Regions from separate parts of the Bicyclus anynana genome. Here region 2 is linked to region 1. A link is a contact called in public Hi-C data. All regions are on one chromosome and are shown on one strand. Each heading gives the region's core, a stretch centred on a gene start, on an enhancer-like site or on the middle of the called end of the contact. The rest is flanking DNA. Distances are from core to core; before and after follow the strand shown.

Region 1 (3,380 bases), core at 350-2,849:
AACGATTTCTGGTTTTGCCGAAAATTAGGTATTTGATGCATTTGTTTGTTTTATGTCATGTTGTTAATATTTTAATCTACTATATTATCTTATATAAGTTAAATAATTTTCGTGCTTTTATATGTATGATTTATTTTATTTCTATTATCATTTTCGTCTATATTATATAACTTTTTATGATCTTAATATATAAATGCGAAAGGAAAATCATCATGAAATCTCAAAAAAAGCTTGACGTACAAAGATGAAAATTTGCAGGGTGGTAGTTTATAGTAAGTAGGTGACCGCTAAGAACGAATTTTGCGATAATGCCGGATTAAGGAGGTTTTATATAAAAGCACGATAATTAAATAAATATTTTGTGTAATTCGTAAGTGTACTGACCTTGGCGCGTTTACCCTGTAGCCTATGGTATCCTGCAGAATATGATGCCTTTCTGAGTCGGGAGCTTGAGCTCCCGCGTAGCTTACGTTGGCTCCCGCGTATCCTGCCGTATTACCAGAGTGCGCCGTCCTGTCGAATCAACGCGCCTCCTGAAACACGACGTACCTCATTGATACTCGTCACCAGTGGCGTGCACAATTTTAACCAGGGTATGCACTTTATACAAAATGGAAATTTCCTTCTCCAATACTGGTAGGCAGTGCATTTTTTGCATCTATGAATCGCGCTCGTAACCTTCACAGAGGCAGCAATTTCCAATTTTCCTTTCCATTCTGTTCGTGTCACTGTTTGGGCTTGTATTGCGATGTTACCGTCTGTTTTTCAGACAAACTGAACGCCGCAACGTCAACAATCGACGAAACGTTCGCAAAAAATGCAACGTCACAACTTTTATGTAAGCAGATATTTAATAGAATATTTAATTCCGACAGATTATTTGTTAAAGTTGTAATTTTTTTTTTGTAAATAAATTGAATCGAATGCAGCATCAGTTTAATCGTATTTTTTAAAAACTCGCTACATCGATGTACGTGACGTGTCTACGTTGCCATGTCATGATCAGCTGAAGGAAAATTTGCGTAGCCGGACTCTACGACTGTAACGTTCGTAGCGCAATAATTATTACAGCCTGATTTATTCTCGCGAATGTAAAAAAAATTAGCTAAAGTAATTTTGATTGAAAATATTTTTTTTTAGCGACTAATATATTTTTTTGTCTCACAACAATTCACACACCTTTTAATTTAATTCACTACAAATCCTCCGCAAGTCATTAGCACTTTAATTTTCGTAATTCTTTCATATCCAAGGTCTTCTGTAAAAATCCAAATTGACAACACTTTGCAATCCTTTGGGTGGTCACTGCACTGTTTTGTGTCTTAAAATTTAAATGTCACTGCACAGTTCATAAAAACAATCCAAATCCAATGGGGGGTGGGTCACAAAATTTTGTCGTGTCACTAAAATCCAGCATTTGATAAATTAAACGAGTTGTTACAGTTCATAAACGGATCGCACTCTGCATTCAACGAAACATGATAGACGTGTTGCACGAGTGCCGACGCCGACGTCACTGACATCAAACAACCACACGTTCGACCGTCAAAGGTAACACTGGCTGGCGAACCGGCGACGGTGAGTGAGAGGTTGCGCCGCGGGGCGCTCCCACCCCGCGCGACGTTGCCAGCTCGCGGCGATAAAGTGGCGCACCCCCGCGTCCCCCCACCGTACGTCGACGTCTCGGCATTCTGTACTCGGCCGAGCTCGGGCGCCATCGTCATCAAGTAGACTCCCTGCCCCACCCCGCGTACTCGACGTTTCATTTCACGTAACGGTTCTCAATCGAGCGCGATACTGCAAGCATGATAGTTGCAGTAATCTTTCGCTAAATGATATTTGTATTGGTTACATTAGACGAGCGTATTAATTCGTCGTATACATGTTAATTCAATTGAGATTCTAGTTCATGCTAGTAAAGATGCAAATGTCTCGTACTGAGAGATTAATTAAAATGATCGTTTAGTCCGTTTGAGGCGCGGACTCGGTCGGCATTCGGCAAGAGCGTTCGTCTGCGACTGTGTCGGAGCATAATAATTAACAGCGATAAACAATGGCGAAGTCGTCCTCTGGTCACTACCTGCGCATGACGACAGAGGACAAGTGACTCGTCCTGCGGTGTCCTTGCCACGCCGTCAGCGTCGCACGTACACATTTTGCACACATCTTTAAACGACACGATGATTTGTTGATTGTTCACATATTTTCGCTTGCTCCGATTTAATTTATGTGCATTTTATATCGCAGCAATACAGTATCTACATGTAAAATCGGTTACAAGGTCTGATGAGCGTTTCTAGGCCTCAACACACACATGTAACGAATTATTAAAAAATAAAAATTGTAGGCAATTTTTTAACGTTGCTTAATGCCGTGAACAATAAGTCCGTTGTCAAAAATGACCATAAACATAAACGTTAATCCTCCATACAAGTTTTCTCGTAATAATCTCGTAGTTATGCCTCAGAATAGATAATGTGCGTGCGTGTGAGTCGTAGTAACTATGAAATCGTTTATTGATACGCTATAATTTTCGTCCGGCAGTCGCCGCCGACTGGAAAGTCAGGAAAGCGCGGCGCGCGCGCATTCGTCCGCGTTCCGATGCGCCTCCCCGCACATAATCTAATTCGTAAACAAATCTTATACATAATCTCTAAATATCGTAAAGTATATATAAACTAGCAGACACCAGCTTCGTCCTTAATTTTCTGATCCTAGTAACTAGTAACCTAGTTACAAGTATATAAAGAACTGACTTTCCCATTTCCCTCCCATCCAAAATCCGTTCTCAGTTATCTTCTACAACCTAAAAATTCCTGTAAAATTTTCGGTGTCTAAAAGTTTCAGACATCTCTATTTCTCCTAGGCTTAGTAGGCTTTACTTCTACTATTTTTTTGTCGACCTACATTGCAGTGTCTTATTTGTAACTTGATTTAGCAATGAAGTGCATGGTCATCATCATCATCATTATCAGCCGATGGACGTCCACTGTTGGACATAGATCTCTTGCATGGACTTCCAAACAAAATGGGTCGCCAGCATCCAGCGGCTCCCAAGTGTATGGATTTTGACATCCCAGAATAGAACACATTGGAAGAGGTAACTAAGGCCTACATGAATACGGTATAAAATAGTTGATGATGAAGAAGAAGAAGGAGTACGATTATGAATAAGAAACCTATTATATTAATTCCATGTTAACTCCTCAGTGCCTGAAGGCAAGACTTCGGAAAGTGCATGTTGCCAGTGACGACTTGTGGTTCCAAGTCTTGGTCGCTAACTATGGGCATTTTAGGAAGGCTCAGAGTCACAGCGATTTATGAAACTGAGTATCTCTGCGTGATCGAATCAGAAAAGAGGAGGAGATGAAGTGGCAATG
Region 2 (3,104 bases), core at 207-2,706, 340 kb after region 1:
ATCGTATGGTGAGATTGCAGTCAAACTGATACTAAGGTAGTTGCACATTTTTTTATAAAGGAATATGACAACGTGATAAATACTTATGCAATGAAAAACACTCTCAACACGGATCTAAAACAATAGGTACCTAGTAAGTGCTATCAGAGTGTATAAAACGGGTATTAAGGCAATGAGAATATGTTTTATAAGTGTATAAGCCGCAACGGTTCCGGCGGTGTATCGAAGAATGCGGCGCGTGAATTACCATGTTTAGGCACATGTCAGTTTGTCAATTTTGCTCTTATTTGGTTTTGATTAATTATTTTTTTTAATAGACTTGTTTCAGAGTTTGTTATTAAATCTGAAGCAAAATTGCCTACGCTATCGTCATCATCAAATCAGCTGATGGATGTCCACAACGACACATAATATGTCGTTTGTAGGGAATTTCAGACCCAATGGTCTTATAAATCAGCGACTCTTTGCGAGCCTTAGTAGGGGTATACCTACCAACCCTACGCTTTCTAGTGCGGAGTCGCCTTTTTCCCGCATCTTGGGAATTCTTTTAAGTATCTCTTTATTACGAATCTCAATCTCGTAAAGATTCTAATAATAATTAAGTAATTTTTAAAATCTAATTTAATACGTTATTGATATTCTTTTATATAATTAATTTTCCAAGTTATTCATACTTAATTGTAGTCGATCCTTAATTAATTGTTACTAACTCGAGGTGTCTTACGTAAAATATTTGCTATCTATGCTATATCACACCTAGATATTTAATTCTAATTATTATAATTAATGGGTAAATAATAAAAAATATAGACAGTTAAATACTTAATAATAATTTATTTAATAAGTGTAAATAAAATCATGAATCAAGTCCCAAAAAGCGAGTAAATAATTTACACAAAGTTTGCACAAGAGGCGAACTACAAAGCGGCAAAGTGAGCAGACAAACGTATCAATTACTAAATTGAATTAAATGCTATAAACCGCGCGGACAAGCGGCACCGCAAGCGATCGCCGATCCGCAGCGCATCGCTCGCATCGCATTAGCTACTGCCTACTGACAGATAGCGTACGTGTGTGAACCACGCACTTTACGTTACGTGACGCTTACACACGCGCCAACTTATACCTGCACCCCGCTTAACCCAAATTAACCTCTGTGCCCCCGTCATAACATCTCCACAGACACAAACATAACATTGCCGCTTACAAAACGCGCACCCGCCACCGCATCGGGTGGCGAAGTACGGCAACGTCGCGCCCAAATTTATTGTGACACAAACTACAAATCGGTACGCCTAACGCCATCTATGAGTGCCGCGGGAACTAGATGCTCGGCTTCTAGAGCGAGACGGAAGCACTTGACTATATCACTTTCACAGTCTCGTACTTCAAGCAAAGCGGTTTGCAGTGTACAGTTTGTTTGTGTCTGTAAACAGCGCGCCCGCCGAGGTGTACCGCGCATGAATGAAATGGATGACCCGCAGAATGGGAGAGCACTCTACATATACCGTAGGTGTGAGAGGGATAGAGTAAAAGCGCGAAGCGTGCAGCGTACATCGTTTATCAGATTACATGCGAAGTATCGCGAGCGTGGCGATGTTTTGACACGCGATAATCATGAGATAATGCGGGCAATCTCAACGACGTTAAAGTTGATATTGGCTTTTTATAGCGGCAAGTGGAGCGTTGGCAGTAGTAAGTAGACAGAATAATACCAAAATAAAAATAGCGCGCGCTGTTTGACTGACGTATGCAGCCAGGTGACTCTTCAATTTTACACGCAACAGAAAATTAGCGACCGCGCGTCATTTGTATTTGACAAATGTTTCGCTCGGCTTTAAATGTTTAGATAAGCTATCATAACAGTAATTTAATTTGCTTTAATTATTCATTGTAACATTTTATTATTTTTGGTAAATTTGTTTTATGTTGTTGTTGACCGATTAAAATTGTTACTAACATAATATTTTAAATATCAAACAAGATAGGTACTCTATTTATGTATCTAATTTTGTATTAGGTATAACGATTTTCTCTACCCGTAGGTACCTAGTTAATCCAAAATTAATTAATCCAATCTTTCAGTTTTTTTTTAAATAGAGAGAGAGAATTTTTTTTTACGTTGGTCTTAAAAAAAGAATTTGTACAAACACGCACAGAATATTAAAAAAAAACACAAATATCACTACCTAAGTAGATAGGTAGTTATTTTCTGTTATTTTTTTTTTAGATTTTAGCCTTAACTGATATCTTAGACTACTCTAATTCTTATTTAATTACCATTAGTACCCTAGGTCTACCATTGATAAAGAGCTCACGTATTAATTTAATTTACCACTAATTCAATCAAATAAATCAAAATATTTTTGAACATACAATTTATATCAAAGCCCTGTGTAGAGTATAAGCGATTCAATTTTTACAAAACTGCCATAAAATTACAGGTGCTGCCATCTGTTGATGAGTAGCACAAACAAATAATAATTATACATCAAAAGTAATTTTATTAAACAGGTAGTTAGTTTACACAATTTTAACCTTAATGTTCCATTGCTTAATAATTTACAGAGATGATCTAGAATAATCCTATCCTAGAAAGTTATTACAGAACGAAAGATGAAATCTTGATGTAGGCTCAACATTGCATTATCACAATAGAAAGTAGGTACATTTGTTTATAAATAAAATGCAAATCACGTGTTAAAATCTCAGACTGAAAATTCCAAAATCTCGTAGTAAATAGACAGCAGTAGCAATCGAAATTCCTTGACCGTTATTTCTGGATCAATCATGTTTATCTTATAGTCAGCTCCGTAAACGCTGCGTGTTATTTTAGCTTCGAATTTGTTTTCTCTTATTTTAGTAATTTTAGATGTTTTTGGATTTTCGAATTTTAGTTAGGCTTTTAGCGAATTGATACCACCCACAGAGTTGCATTTTGAGTGAAATCTTCTAATGTGTTTACTTTTAATTAATTAAATGGATAATGTTTTAAACTAATTATTTTAAACTTTTAAAAATAATGTTATGGCGTTAATAAGCGTGCCTTATAAACACTATAGTAGATATTTTGTCCGTTAAGCAATGTTCAAGTCTATTGTAAA

What was found. A called contact is a pair of places that touch in the nucleus more often than the background predicts.
Region 2: a Hi-C map of whole body shows a contact between it and region 1, with 6 times the contacts expected there. The contact joins the enhancer-like site here to the promoter of LOC112049757 in region 1. A contact is called at or near these places in 2 of 2 Hi-C or Micro-C datasets (whole body and whole larva).

The regions. Positions count from the first base shown.
Region 1 is chr12:9,893,901-9,897,280 of ilBicAnyn1.1, forward strand. LOC112049757 (zinc finger MIZ domain-containing protein 1) reads right to left here and starts at 1,600. Exons shown (of 11, transcript XM_024087782.2): 1 at 1,180-1,600; 2 at 385-533.
Region 2 is chr12:10,229,880-10,232,983 of ilBicAnyn1.1, forward strand. No RefSeq gene overlaps it. Among protein-coding and RNA genes, the nearest start is that of LOC112055895, 53 kb to the right of the region's middle. Within about 2 kb of position 1,457, at least 8 of the 8 cell types and tissues checked have open chromatin away from gene starts, as enhancers often do.